Linked DNA regions of Mus musculus: region 2 is linked to region 1. A link is a contact called in public HiChIP or PLAC-seq data. All regions are on one chromosome and are shown on one strand. Each heading gives the region's core, a stretch centred on a gene start, on an enhancer-like site or on the middle of the called end of the contact. The rest is flanking DNA. Distances are from core to core; before and after follow the strand shown. Region 1 overlaps Akap10 (A kinase (PRKA) anchor protein 10). Region 2 overlaps Ncor1 (nuclear receptor co-repressor 1).

The links. HiChIP or PLAC-seq counts read pairs in DNA pulled down with a chosen protein or histone mark.
Region 2: an H3K27ac HiChIP or PLAC-seq map of embryonic stem cells shows a contact between it and region 1, with 4 times the contacts expected there. The contact joins two enhancer-like sites. A contact is called at or near these places in 7 of 484 Hi-C or Micro-C datasets (CD4 T cells, bone marrow-derived macrophages, cortical neurons and 4 more), 2 of 115 datasets of contacts at active chromatin or transcription factors (both in embryonic stem cells) and 1 of 9 other capture datasets (adipose tissue).

What each region holds. Positions count from the first base shown.
Region 1 is chr11:61,893,965-61,901,695 of GRCm38.p6, forward strand. Akap10 (A kinase (PRKA) anchor protein 10) reads right to left here. Exons shown (of 15, transcript NM_019921.3): 8 at 6,346-6,482; 9 at 2,684-2,828. Among named protein-coding and RNA genes, the nearest start is that of Akap10, 32 kb to the right of the region's middle. Within about 2 kb of position 3,712, at least 6 of the 459 cell types and tissues checked have an H3K27ac peak or open chromatin away from gene starts, as enhancers often do. A contact at or near this core is called in embryonic stem cells, where this site is marked.
Region 2 is chr11:62,352,106-62,359,836 of GRCm38.p6, forward strand. It overlaps Ncor1 (nuclear receptor co-repressor 1), which reads right to left. Exons shown (of 45, transcript NM_001252313.1): 22 at 6,750-6,910; 23 at 2,466-2,583; 24 at 2,266-2,367; 25 at 1,129-1,229. Among named protein-coding and RNA genes, the nearest start is that of Ttc19, 74 kb to the left of the region's middle. Within about 2 kb of position 3,321, at least 4 of the 459 cell types and tissues checked have an H3K27ac peak or open chromatin away from gene starts, as enhancers often do. A contact at or near this core is called in embryonic stem cells, where this site is marked.

The DNA of each region.
Region 1 (7,731 bases), core at 2,462-4,961:
ATACAACCCAAACACAGACATGAAACTAAAAAGAAATATTTTAAAAATTACAAGGAATGAGATTGCTAAGTTTAATTTTAACCTTCAGATATCTGACGATTGTACCTACCAAAGAGATGTTTTTAATTTATATTACTGGTTATAGATTATCTGTGTCCACACAAGCTTCCTGGTGCTGATTTTCTTATCTGTTTCCAATTGACTAATGGCACTTGCTGAATAAATGCCAACTAAAGTATGTCTTTATGGTCACTTAAGAATTATTAATGGTGGAGCTAAAGGGATCTGCAACCCTATAGGTGGAACAACATTATGAACTAACCAGTACCCCGGAGCTCTTGACTCTAGCTGCATATGTATCAAAAGATGGCCTAGTCGGCCATCACTGGAAAGAGAGGCCCATTGGACACGCAAACTATATATGCCCCAGTACAGGGGAACGCCAGGGACAAAAAAAAAATGGGAATGAGTGGGCAGGGAAGTAGGGGGGAGGGTATGGGGGACTTTTGAGATAGCTTTGGAAATGTAATTGAGGAAAATATGTAATATTAAAAAAAATAAATTAAAAAAAAGAATTATTAATGGTGCTGAATAAGTACTCATTTATCATCTCCCATTACAGACTTCCTTCACAGCACTTGTAACAACTGTTGGTATGTCTGTCTGTAATTAAAATATCTTTTTTTTTTTTTGGTTTTCCGAGACAGGGTTTCTCTGTATAGCCCTGGTTGTCCTGGAACTCACTTTGTAGAACAGGCTGACCTCGAACTCAGAAATCCACCTGCCTCTGCCTCCTGAGTGCTGGGATTAAAGGTGTGTGCCACCATGCCCGGTTTAAAATATCTTTTTATAGACATAAGTTCCAGAGGTCCAAAGCCCCATTTGTTTACCAGTATAACACCAATAACTAGTATAGAAATATTCAACAGAATTTGTTGAATATGTCATATTTTCACTTTTCTTTTTTTCAATTTAATTTTATTTATTGTTTATGTGTATGTACAAATAGTTGTCTATGTGCAACGTCCCACACGTAGATGTGAGAGGACAACGTGCAAGTGTTAATTCTCTGCCTCTCTCTCCCATGTACTCTGGGAACTGACCTCTGAATCTGAGAACTCCTGCTAGCCCTTCTCTTTGCTGTTTAATATGTCAGTGTGTGTGATCCTCAGGGACTTGGTCTCTCACTGGTCTAGAGATCAGCCATCTCTCTGTACTGGCTGGATAGTGGGCCCCAGGGATCTCCTGAGCACAGGAGTGTTCGAAGATGTGTGCCACTCAGCATTTTTTGAGTTCCAGGAATCAAACAAGTCCCATATCTCCTAGCCTTAAACATTTCATCTTTTCCACCTATCTGAGATTGTAAGTTGTGTGTCAATACACCCAACTATATATCTTGGTTTTCTCTGTATTTTATTTTCATGAAGTTTATATCTTTTATATTTCACAAGACCCGGACTTCCTTAAAAAAAAAAAATCAGAAAAAAAAATTATTTTAATTATGAAAAAGTGACTACCTGGAGTTGTTATTGATACCAGCCTTTTATACTAATTCTTTTAATTTAGTCCTTTTTGTGTGTATGTTTATGTGCATGCATGTGGAAACTAGAGACTAATTTTTGAGTGTCTTCCTCAATCACTTCTCCACCTTATTTTTCAAGACAAAGTCTCTCACTGAACTTGGGGCTCACCAATTGGCTGGATCCTCCTGTTCCTGGGTCCTCAGCACTAGGATTAGAGGCTACCTCTCCATACCTGGTTTCTTGAGAAATTATTGAGGGTCAGGAGGTGGTAGTGGCAGCACACGCCTTTGATCCCAGCACTAAGGGAGGCAGAGGCAGGTGAATTTCTGTGAGTTCCAGGACAGCCAGGGCTATACAGTAAAACTGTCTCAAAAAACCAAAAAAATAAAATTAAAACAGAAAGAAAGAAAGAAAGAAAGAAAGAAAGAAAGAAAGAAAGAAAGAAAGAAAGAAAGAAAGGAAGGAAGAAAGAAAGAGGGAGGGAGGGAGGAAGGAAGGGAAGAAAGGAGGAAAGAAGGAAGGAAGGGAAGAAGGAAGGAAGGAGAAGGAAGGAAGGGAAGAAGGAAGGAAGGGAAGGAAAAGAAGGAAATGGAATTCCTGCGGATACTAACAAGCCTGACTGAGCTACTTTCCAAGCATCTATATACATTCAGTATTTTTGTGTATGGCATTTTAGAATCATTAATGTTTCAATCTTGAGGATCAATAGTTATTTGTCAATTATTCAGAAATTAACTTTGTCTCATACTGCTACTGTAGCTAATAACAGTTAATATTTTTAATGTGGTCATTAAGATAATAAACATTTTATATCATTACTTTATTTTAATACTGTATAACTTTGATGTTATTTCTATTTTACAGATGAGGAAATGGTATTAGGAGTTCAGTAACAGCCTGGGCTGATTAAGCCTACAAACGTAAGGTTAATACACACCAAGTCAAGATTCAAGTCTCTGCTCTTAATCACTGTGCTGTACTGTTTCAATTTCCCACAGTTCCCACAGTTGTTATACATTATATTTTCAGAGTTCCACAAGTAAAACTTCTCATAGTTTAACATTTGAAGATCTTTTTTTTTTTTTTACAACCCATAATTATTCTATTTATATAAAATCAATGATGATCTGTTCATTTGTTCATTTGAAGATCTTGGTTACCTTCTCCATGGTTGTCCAGGCCTGACGTAATGGAGTTGTGAAACAATTAGGAAGTGGTCCACCTTCCCTGCAGATATTAGATTCAATTTCTAATCGTACAACATCATCAAATCCAAGGGGGTGTGTGGCTTGGAGGGAAAAGTACCTATGCAAAAGATTCAAAGTATAACCAAATTACACACAAGATGAAACAGCTGTCTCTTCTTACAGACACTCTTACCGGGGAAGGAAAGTGCTACTGTGTAGCCTTTTGCTGATTCTCATACCCTCTAGAAAACCTGCTACTTTTCACCTGTCTTCCAACATCTTCCGTTTCTACCTAGCCAGCTCTGCAGGTACTTGAGTTGTGAGACAGGTTACACAGAAGCAAAGAAACCAACCAGCTACACATACTCAATGGACACCTGTTTTCTTGTCTAGGATCTAAATAGGAGTTTGTAACAAAATTTCTTAGCTAAGACTCTATCATTTTCCCTGAAAAGAGTAACAAAGACTTGTGCACAAGATAATACTGAAACACACCACCACACCTAGCATTGAAATAAACACATGGGAATCCAAATAATACTAAAGGTGAGGCTGATGGATTTAACTGGAGTTAACTCAGAGGACCTGCTAATGATTTAGAGCAGAAAGGAAAAAGTAGTGGATGAGAACCCAAAAGAACCTGAGCGTAATGGGATATAGTGCAACTAATGTTTGGTACCTTGATTATGTATACAAAAAACACAATAAAAGCAGGGAAAGTAAACTTTCACATACTTTAGAGCTCTCTGCCTCCATCTGTGACAGACACATGGAAAGGATAGTGATACGTACGTACAGGAAACAGAAAGATAAACAAGCAGGAAACAAGAAAGTCCAACCCAACAACCAACGAACAAAATAGCAGCACCCATAGGACATCAGACTTGGAAGAGTGACTTCCAAGGTGAAAGCAGGCCTGCTCTGAGCAATTACTATGCTCCAGCCTGAACTGGGTGGGGCCCAGGACCACTGTTCTACCCCAGCGTTCACAAGCTGTTCTCTCTTCATCAGCCTTTCCATATCAAAAAGCACCTCTCCTGAGCTACAGGCAAGGAGTTAACAAGTACTCTCAAATGAGTTTAACTTCCAGGCACCCAGGTCAAACTTCAAATATGCATTCTTCCTATTGCAACAGCCATCACTCTCTTTACCCAATAACTTCCACTAACCCACCACAGCAAGGTGAGCACTGGGCTAAACAGGAAGAACAAGATCTGTTAGAGTTCCACTACCACCCTGCCCTCTAACTGACTTTGGGAAACAATGTTCTCCACAGGACTTAGTTCTCTACCTTCAAAACGGAAAAATCAGACTAGACGCTTAATCTGATTATTCATCAGAGTTATCTAGAATGTTTTCAAAGGAATAAGCATTCCCAAGTCTCCCCTTCAAACCTGCTGAACCAGAATCTAAAACACAGGACTGGAAGCAAATTTTAAACAAGGTCCTAGATGAATTTTTTTTTAAAGATTTATCTTATTTACATGTTTGGGTGTTTTGCCTGCAAATGTCTGTGCACAACGTGGGTGCCTGGTCCTTGTATCCCCTGGAACAGCAGTTGTAGATCGTTGTGAACCAAAATGTGGGTGCTGGGACCTGAACTCAGAAGAGCAACCGTTGCTCTTAACCATTGAGATGTCTCTCCAGTCCCTTGTAGATGAACATTATGCAGACAGCTTGACACAAATCTGCAGTCCCATGTTTAGCATCCACTGGTCTAGACATTCCGACTCTTTTCAATGGCATCAAAGAGTTCTTGCTTTTAATATTTTTTAATGTGTGCATGTGTTGTCTGTTTGAATGAGCAAAATGTATGTGCAGGCCCCTTGAGCCAGAAGAGGGTGTCAGTCAGATCCCCTAGAGATGGGAGCTATACACGATTCTGAGGTGCCTAACACGGTGATGGAAGCAGGAATTGAGTTCTCTAAAGAATAAATGCTCTTAGTTGCAGAGTCACCTCTCCAGCCACCAGGCCTGAGGAATTCTTTTAATCCCCAAGTCAACCCTTTTAATTTGTCTATGGAGACAAACAACAAATTTCCTCACAAAAAAGAAAAAAACAAATGTAAATAATTTAATTTAATCAGGGAACAGGACTATGGTGACAGAGCTGGCTACAGTCTTATCATTTGCCTGAGCAGATGTTTTAATTATATTTATAGTCAGATTTTTTTTCCCAAATTCTTGTCTTTGGTGAAAACTACTGAGAAATTGGCTGGTATAGTCCAGAGGTAGAGGACATGCTTAGCATGTACAAAGCCATGGGTTCAATTCCTAGCACCAAAAACAAAACCCAAAAATTCCTGAAAGAAACAACAACAAACCCCACCCCCACTATTTATTATCAAAGCAGGTTAAAGGTATGATACATCTACACCCTTTCCAATGTGTTCCAATTATTTTAGTGTATGTCCTATTGTGTTCTAGAAACATTTTTATTACCCAAATATAAGTCCTCTTTCCTTGTCCTTATACTAGGGACGATGCTGGTTCCTAAGACAGGCTCTTCGGCTGGGTTCTGCAAGCCCTCTTTCCATCTTGGTCCTCGCTAAGTGCTGTGTTTCCCTGCTTGCCTGGACAACTCGCATTGGTTCTTTTTCTTGCTCTTTTCATGTATATATGTATGCACAATCACATGTATATGTGCAAGTGATTATGCATATGTGTACCTACATGTGTGGGAGCCACAGGTTGATGCTGGGAGGAGTCTTCCTTGATGGCTCATTTTCTTTCTTTTTTGAGGCAGGGTTTCTTTTTCTTTTTTTTTAAAAGATGATGCTCTCGCCATCACTGGAAAGAGAGGCCCATTGGACACGCAAACTTTATATGCCCCAGTACAGGGGAACGCCAGGGCCAAAAAGTGGGAGTGGGTGGGTAGGGGAGTAAGGGGGAGGGTATGGGGGACTTTTGGGATAGCATTGGAAATGTAATTGAGGAAAATACATAATAAAAAAAATTAAAAAAAAAAGATGATGCTCTCTATGCCTTTTATGTGTATGAGTGTTTTGCCTGCATAGATACCTATCTATGTATCATGTACAAGCTTTGTGCCTGAAGAACTCAGAGGACATCAGGTCCCCTGTAACTGAAGTTATATGCTTATGAGCCAGGCATGGAACCCCGGTCCTCTTGAAAACCAGCAGTACTCTTAGCAGCTGAGTTATCTAGCCCCAAGGCAGGACTTTTAATCAACCCCCAGCCTTGTCCCCAAGCCGCCGTCGCCACTGCCACTGCCTCCTCCTCCTCCTCCTCTTCTTCTTCTTCCTCCTCCTCCTCCTCTTCTTCTTCCTCCTCCTCTTCCTCTTCTTCTAATTTTATATGAGTATGCTATTTTTGCTGAGAGTTGAACTCAGGACTCCTGGAAGAGCAACCACCTTCGCTAAGCAATCTCTCCAGCCCTTCAATTTATTCTTAAGGATCTAAACCAAGTTTGTCTGTGAAACCCTTCTGAGTACCACACCTTGGTCCTGCTTACTATAAAAACACATTCATTTCCTCAGCAGGGACTTTTGTTCTCCGACTGGAGAGCTCTGTATCTATCCCATCCAAATCAGCTTTTATGCTGTCTTGTGGACTCACTGACAAAGTTCAAAGTTATCATCCAGTGCATATAGTGAATGCTCAGAACAACTCACTTGTCATATAAAATCATGGCATCATTCTGGGCCTCCTGTCCATCATACTGGCCCTTTTTGGCAGCAAGCTGAGACTGGAAATTATCCGCTGCTAACCAGAATTGTAAGATATTCACTGCATCTTCTTTTTCCATGTACTAGGAAGAAAAACACAAAAGAGTAAGACAAGAAGCAGTTCTCTCATGACCTATAATTTCTATGTTGTTAGCAATAAAGTCAAAAGGATCCCCTGCACTCCACACCTTCCAGCTACATGTAGAAACCTGAAGTAGACAAGTTTAAATATTCTTCCGGGGGAGAGGGGAATAAAAAAAATGACAACAAAAACCCACACCCTGTACCAGGAGATGCAAACTTCAGTGCACCAGAGCAAAACTTAGACAAATTTGGGCTCATACTCCCTCACCAGTAATGACAGTGAACTAACCGAACTAATTCTTTTACACCCAGCCACAGCTATCATTCCATAAGAACGCATGGACACTCCATGAGGACAATCTGAACAAATACTCATTTCAAGTATGGTTAAAAGGGAAAAAATGAAAACCAAGTTGACTGTTTAGTGTACTTTTGTAAAAAAAGGCACAGGTCAAGCATCTAGGTTGCTATTTTGCCAAGTGACGTTGTGAACTGTGAACCTAGAACCTCCTAAAGGTTAAAACAGAACCTACCACAGGAATCTTTATCATAGTCACTTGTTTTGCAACACAAATAGTTTCATTTGCTAAAATCTAATAAGCAGTTATATAAAGCTGTATGCCTTACCTGCTGTAGGTGGATAATGCTGCTCCCAGAAGCCATAGGTTATTAAACCAAATCTAAGTGCCATAGTGGGCTATCTTTCTGTAAGCTGTTATGTAGAGAGACACCCCCCCCCCCCCAACCCGAGGCCCTCAACATAATACAGGCAATTGCCATTGTAGCTGCTTGCTCACCAGTACTAGATGGTAAGGCCCCACTGCTGAAGAAATCACTTTGGTCACATGATATAAAGAAATCAAGCAGGAAGTGGAATGGACGTTTCTTCCCTGCTAGTTAGCCCTTATAAGTTGGAAGGTACCATCAACTGTGCTGGGGAAGAATTGTTACATGGCTATAGCCTCCAATACTTCTGACCAGCCAGGCAAGATGAGCCCCCTGGTACCACAGTAGCAAGTCTGTTATGGAGCTAGCCAATTGTTTTCTGGTTATATTTGATACCCACTTCAAAGGAAGAAATCCACATTTGTTACTTTAAACCCAATCAAAAGGTCATGGCTGAGGTCAGAAGCCCCAGTGAGGAAACTATTGCTATTGTTTTGCTAAATGGATATGATGTGCCTTCTAAATAACATGTTCATACATACAGAACAGAGCTATTGTCCCTTTTTTCAAAGATTTATTATT
Region 2 (7,731 bases), core at 2,071-4,570, 460 kb after region 1:
CAGGAGCAATGCGTCCAGCATACCCAGTCATGAACAAAGTTCAGCAGAAACATCAGGAAATCCTCAACATGCACTCTGTCCCAATGAGCAAATCTTAAAATAGATACAACAGAGTGTCATTTGACCCAGTTAAAACTATTTACCTAACAAACAAAACGTTGGATGCTGGAAAGTTAAGAAGGAAGTGAAGACAGCATAGAGGCCCACTTATATTCTCTGTGTACATTTAAGGGTTAACTTACTTTGACTGAATATGTAACGAGAGACAGGGAGTTTCTACGTCATGCTCTAAATCAGCATAAGCCATAACAACTACGACACTGGAAATTGTCTTAACAGGGTGACTCTGAATCACAATGTCCTGAGCAGAATCAACCAAAGGCTCAGGAAAGCCCAGGCTGCTGGAGCTCATACCCAGCAACTCTAGCACAAGGCTTAAGCATTTATGACCAGCAACTTCTCAAGGGATGCTGGTGCTCAGGGTCGTGGGTGTCCACACCGCTGGTAACAATACCTTAGGTAACAAGGATACACCACAACAATAGGCTAGTAACAATATACAAAAACTGTATCCGTGTTTATAAAAGGCAGACTATATGAACTTCACTACTTTTCTCATTCATGTAAAAATTTTAAAAAGGAGGTGTTTTAACATTTCAAGTTAAAATTAATATCTAGCTAGAAAAAGAAATTAATCAAAATTAGGATTCTGTTTAGTCTCTGATGTACTCAATGAATTTGAACACAGCAGCTTACACATTGAGATCACAAATATACCTTTTCACAAAGAAGCATTTCTCATTGTTTTCTTCTCAATTTCTATTTAATCTAAGCACATGATAAAAGCTTTTACAGGAAGTCCATAAGGACTATAATATCTTCTGCAAGTTTCTTTTGCCAATTTCCAGGTGAGTAGTAACACCTTGAATAACTACAGTATAGATACCATGGCTTGGAGTTAAAATGCAGCCGGAAAGGAAAAGGTCTGGAGATCTGAGGTTTATTACTGAGAGCTGGACTCATAAAAGAACAATGACCCATGCTGCTATAACAAGAGCACTGCTATAACTAAAACTCCTGAGAAATCCAGCTTTCCAGGCTCCAGGAGATGATGGCCCATGCACTGACCTGGGTAATAGAGCCCCGCAACGATGAAATGGTCTCCACTGAGATTTTGCTGGCTGGAGTTCCCCGAGTTATACTTCCTTCTTGGACAGCCCCTGCAGTGCCTGAATGAAAACAAAACCATCACTAAATCATTGCCTTCTTCCTAGCAGCCCCTACTCCACAATACAAGTTCTCACACAGCAGAATGGGGCAAGCATAACAAAAATTATCCTAATGAAATGCATGGCTCAAATAATATCATAATGATCTTTAAAAGGATTGTTCAAACTGATTGATGAAGGTCCTACCCCTAGCAGAGGAACTACTGGTAGCTTATAACTGCTTAGGGAAAGAAGCAATTTCTCTTTAGGGAACTAGAAACATGTGTAGACTGCCTATAATCCAGTAGATGGCACAAATACACATGCATATATAGGCAATAATAACTGCACTATCAAAAAAATGAGAGAGCAGTGGCTGAGAACATGAGAGTGGGAGGGAGCATGTTGAGGGGGAAAGAGTTGGTGTTGGGGAAATGATCAAAATGCACTATACAAATATATGAAATAACAGAATAAATATATTATTAAAAATTACGGCTGACAAATAATGTCAGAGTTTGGTGGGGCTTTTTGGTTTTGGTTTCGATTTATTACTATATGCCCATCAAATTTCAAAAGTTTTAAAGTTATTGGCTCAGCGATTAAGAGCAGTGACTGCTCTTCCAGAGGTCCTGAGTTCAATTCCCAGCCACTACATGGTGGCTAACAATCATCTGTAATGGGGTCCAATGCATTCTTCTGGTGTGTGTCTGAAGACAGCTACAGTGTACTTGTATAAATAAAAATAAATAAATCTTTTTTAAAAAATAGCTATCTTTACATGGAAGCAAAAACATAAAAGTCAGTAACTTGAAGAAATAAGTCATTAAAATATATTAATGACTAAGCTGTTTGTATTCATGTATACTTTGGAGGCTGAAGTAGGAGGACTGAGAATCCAAGTTCAAACTTGACCATACAGCATATCCAAGGCCAGTAAAATTATCACTGTTACCACAACTTAGGATGTACCCACAAAAAAATTTTAATGAGTTCCTTTATAAAGTTTACTATGGGCAAAGGTTTAACATAACTGTTAAACTGGATACAGTTTTACCTCTGACCACACCTTCATGCTGCGCTCTGACCAATAAACCCTCAGGTTGTGAGTTTTGGCTTCTCGGAGAAAATTCTTCCTGCTTGATGTAGGTCAAAGGAGCTATGGGGAAAAGAAAGAGAACCATGAGAAGACCAACCACTGAGTGGCTGACCATGATGCTACAAACAGGCGTGATAGAACTGTGGCCACTCACTGACCTGCTTTGGTAGACTCCTGCTGCCGGGGCAATCCCAGAGAGATAGACCCCACGGAGGGCTTAGGGGCTTCTTGTGGATAAGCCTGATTATGAGAAGACAAGTAAGTGCCAGGAGTTCCCTAAAAAATAAAAAGATAAAAGAGTCAAAGACTAAGCATTGTCTCTCCTGAGAGTAAAGTCAATCTTCACGTTCCATCTATAAAAATCTATATCTCTGCCACTCACAACTTTAAAAAGTAATTGAACAAAAGGGAAATTTCAGCATAGATTATTAAGTTAGAAAAACTAAAGGAGTAAAATATGTATACTAACAATATCACATATTACATATAGATTATTTATTAGCCAAGTCTGGCATGGCCTTGTTAGGGACAGAATGACATGGTTCCTGTACTTGGGACAGGACCAGGAGGTGTGAGCCTCCACCAGAGGTGAAGGCTGGGGAGGGTGGGGGGTTGGGGAGCACGAGGCTTGTTTGTATAATAACATATATACTTAACATTCCTCCTCCAAGGAAAGTCCTCCCAGTTAATGTTGGTGACTCCATGAAAATCAGAGACAGCAAAGAGTACTGGAGGTGTGGCTAATGTCTCAGCAAGTCAACATGCTTGAAGAAGGTAAGTGCTGAGACCTTCAGGATAGCTCTGATGGCTATGGAAAAGAACTCTTAAAAACTTGTTCAAAAATACCTAACTCCTCAAAACCTAAGGATGCAATATTAATTATATGAGGGGTTTCACAAAGCTAAAGGAACAAAGGCAGCTGCGCTTCCAGCCAACTTATCAAGAGAGTTACAGAGGAAGGAGAGAAGAGATGTAGGGAGTGGCACTCCGAGAGACCCCACCCAGCTCATTAGTTTTGTTTTTATGCTTACAAAGGCAGACAGATTCCAGAATTCAGGTTCAGCCAGGGACTGAGCAGGTGTGATAGAAATGGTAATTTCAGGATAGGGTCCCACTCTGCTAGTTTATTGTCTATGCTTAATAGAGGCAGACAGATTTCTGAATTCTTTTGCAATGTTAAAAGAAAATGTGCTTGTCCCAGATGCAGATGCTTTGGATCATCCTAAGGAAGCTTGGAGTAAATGACTGGATTAATATGGAGAACAAGAGATCGGGTTTATGATCTGCGAGAGTTAGCTATCCAAAGATGGTTTTTAAATAGGAAGAGAGAAATGCCACAGGCAGAGCATAGAGAGAGCTGTCTGGAGATCTGCAGAGAAAGCAGACTGGAAAGCTGTCTCAAGCAGACATAGGGCACCAGCTTGGCTCATGTTTGACTTCAAGTAGTTTGTTTTCAAAGCTCCCAGACAACCCTTTTCTCAGGAATCTGGACCTAGCCAAGGCTGGTCCTTCATTCGCATTTATTAAATTACCTACAGCATTTACCACAATGCACTCAAAATGTAAGCTACTATTAACAATATTTTATATGTCTTAAAAATGCAAAAAGAACATCTATGAAAATAGCAAGAGATCAGAAGATATTTGAAAAGTTGCAACACATCCATTGGAACCCAGAAAGTTGTGTGTATATACAAGGCTATGCATACCCTAAACAAAGCCCTAAGGAGCTCTCACCTTTAGCTGACCTATTTTTAGTAAACTGAAGTTTTTTTATGAGAGATATGTGAGTCTGTCAGAACCATTACAGCAACATCGTAGATGGTCAACATCAAGCTGACCTCAAACATGTGATCCCACTGCCCCAGCCTCTAGGATGCTGGGGATTAAAGGTATATGCAACTATGTCTAGATCTAAATTACTTCTGACTTAAGGTACACACACTCCTTTAGATGTAATACTGCTGCATATTTAACAGGCTACAGCATGGAACAAAAATAAATTTTTATATATACTAGAAAACCAAAAAGCTCATGACATTGTTCACTAAGATATTTATTTTCTACGATGGTCTGGAATCAAGCTGATGATGTCTGCACTCATGACTGTATGAGCCAAGAACTTATAGAAACAAAGAATACATTAAAATTGCTAAGCATGTTGGTGCAGGCCTTTAATCCCAGAATTTGGGAGGCAGAGGCAGGAAGATCACTGTGAGTTCAAGGCTAGCCTGGTCTAAATAGTTACATTCCAAAGCCAGTAATGATACATAATAAGACACTGTCTCAAAAAAGGGGAGAGAGAGAGAGAGAGAGAGAGAGAGAGAGAGAGAGAGAGAGAACGCAGAATACATTAAAATTACTGAAATAGCCAAAAATAAACAGATATGCACATCACTTCTACAGAAGAAATTATAAAACACTTTAAATAGGAATTAACAGTAATGATCTAGACAAATGAAAAGATGTGCACATAGATTAGAAGAGCCAAGTGGTAGTAGCATACAGACAGGAAGCAAATAAAAAGACAGGCAGATCTCTGAGAGTTCAACAACAAAGCAAGTTCTAGGACAGCCAAGGCTACATGAAGAAGTCCTGGCCCACTAAAAGAAACAAACAAAGGACAGACAGACACAAACAAAAAGAAAGGCAGACAGAAAGAAAGAGTAAAAGAAGATTCAAGATTGTTAAAATCTATTCCTATCTGAAACTGATTTATAGGTTTACTATAACTCTGGCTTTATCTATGTATCTATATATTTATATATATTTCAGGACATATAATGTGGCAATAATCAAGAATATTATAAAAAGAAAAGCAGAAAAATAGATCCATGAAAAAACTCTGGGTGCAGATACAAATCCAAATATATAGTTAAACACTTGTAAACAAAAGATAACCAGAGCAATCAAAAGAAAGGGGGGGTTTTGAAAACCATGCTATTAAAAGTGAATGCTGATTTTCAAACTATTATGTACAAAGAAACCAGCATGTAACTGATCATAAGAATGAAAGTAGAAGCCAATCTATAAAGCTTGCAACACGTAACTAATCAGAGTATGAAAACTGTTCGGTGTGCAACAATGATATGAAAATGTTCTGTTTAACAGTGCCATATATACAGAGAATACAAAATGAAAAATTATGTATACATATCTAATCAAAATAAAAAATTTACGTAGACTACATAGTTTAAAGCTTCTAAAGATGGAAATACAGCCCAGTCAATCGAGTATTTGCCAAAAAAATAGTCCTGTGTTCAATCCCTAGCACAAGATGAAGGCAGCATGGCGGCACACATCTGTCATCCAAACATTGGTAGGTAGACGTTCAAGGTCATTCTTGGCTACATACTGGTGTATAAAAGGCCTTTTCTCAAAAACAGTCAGCAAGATGGCTCAGTAGGTCCAAGTGCTTGTCAGGTTGCCTGAAGCCCTGAGTTAGATCCTCACAACCTACATAGTAAGAGAGAACTGACTCTCATTAAGTTCTCCTTTGACTGCCACAGGTGCACTGTGACCTGTGTGTACAAACATAAATACACACACACACACACACACACACACACACACACACACACACATACTCCAATGTATAAAAGAAAAAAATTATTATATAATGCATTTAGTACACTTGTGGTTTTACTGTGCTTTTTCATAGTGAGGCAGGTGTGAAGTTTTCTACTTGTGATGGCATGCTATGTTCAGAAAGTGTTACATTTTTTAGAGCATTTCAGGTTCCAGATATTCAGACTACAGTAGTCATGTCATAAAATCAGAAATACAAGTATAGCCAAAGAGCATACAGAAAGTGTTTGACGTAATTGTCAGGGAAACACAGTCTACAACCACAATGAAATATTACTTATTATACCTATTCAGTAGGTATAATAAGCATGCCTAAAATGGGAAGGAAAAAGGAAAAAAACAAAAAAAAAAAAAAAACAGTAACAATACATGGAACAAAGAATGAAACCAGAAATCTCAGTCTTCTACAATGCTAGTGGTTACATAACTACAATCAACTTCACTCCTAAGTAACTATGAAAAAAAAAAAAAAAATCCAAACACCAGCACAAAAGTACTCACAGCAGCTCCAATCATAAGGAGCCTACATTAGAACACTTTAGGTTCCCCTCCACAAAAGGAATATTTAACAGTAAAAAGGCTACTAATTACACACAAAGACTTGACTAAATTTCTAAAATCACTACACGGAGATAAAAGGCAAACGCAAAAGAATGCAGTATATGATCTTGTTCATGAGCACTAGGAAAGTGGCTATGACCAAACACATGGCTACAGCCAACAGGACAGAGAGGAGACAGCCTAGGAAGGAGACTGATTGCTTATCAGTACACTAATAAGTTAGTGAGAATAAATAAAGGGCTAACCAAGTAATATTCAACAGAGAAATCTGCTATAAAGAAAAACCAGTTTACCTGTGAGATAGACCCTCCCATTATAAAGGATGGTTTTTCTGATGCCACTGTGGTTTTAGATGATGGGATGAGGGGAGGTGGTGGCCTGGTTGGTCGTGTTGTTGGAAGCCGAACCCCTTCAGGAAGGTTAGTTATCACTTGATGCGGAGCAGGTTGGAGGACTTTTTAAAGGAAAAAAAAAAAAAAAGGATTTTAAAATGGTCAATTTCCTAGTAGGCCACAGGCTACCTTTCTCAGTTAAGCATTCCTGAATCTTTTGATCACAAATTAAATTATAAATGTCAGATGAAGCTAAAAATGAATATTTTCACTTTTAAAAGTTCTTTCAATGAGCATACTCAAATCTCAGGCGGTTATTTGTGAGGTAAATGTATTCAATTTATTTCAAACTACAGCATACAAAGCTAATTTCTGAGCAACTATTCAATTCACCAGAGGCAATCGGTATGAATGACTTTGACTTTCTTCATCGCCCTCTGAAACTTACAATGGGAACGAGAATCAGGGAGCTCCATCTAAGCTACAGCTGCTGCTTCACACAGTAGGAGACCTGGCTGACAAACCGGCATAAATCCTCTGTGTAGCTGCATAATTTGAGAATTATCTATTGATTCTGGCTTTCACAGTACACTTGAATTTCTGAGGGGGAAGATACTCAAGGATTTTTACAAAATAGTTGTACTGTTAAAAGAAAAGCCAATCACAGTATAGGTGTGTCAACACAAATTTCCCAGTGGCATAGGGTATCTGAAAACAAATGACAATGAAATGAAGAGAAACAAGAGAGTCTTTCTAAGACAGCAAAGACATGTCCTGGAAGCACAAGTCACTCATGAGATTAAAATACCACAGGGAACACCTGTGGGTAGATGGCCGGCAGCCACTGTGCAGAAAGGCAATATTTACCTGGAGGGACACTATAGCGGGCTGCACTCATATCAGGCTGGGAAGCGGCTTTACTGACTTCTCTTGGAGAGAGCCT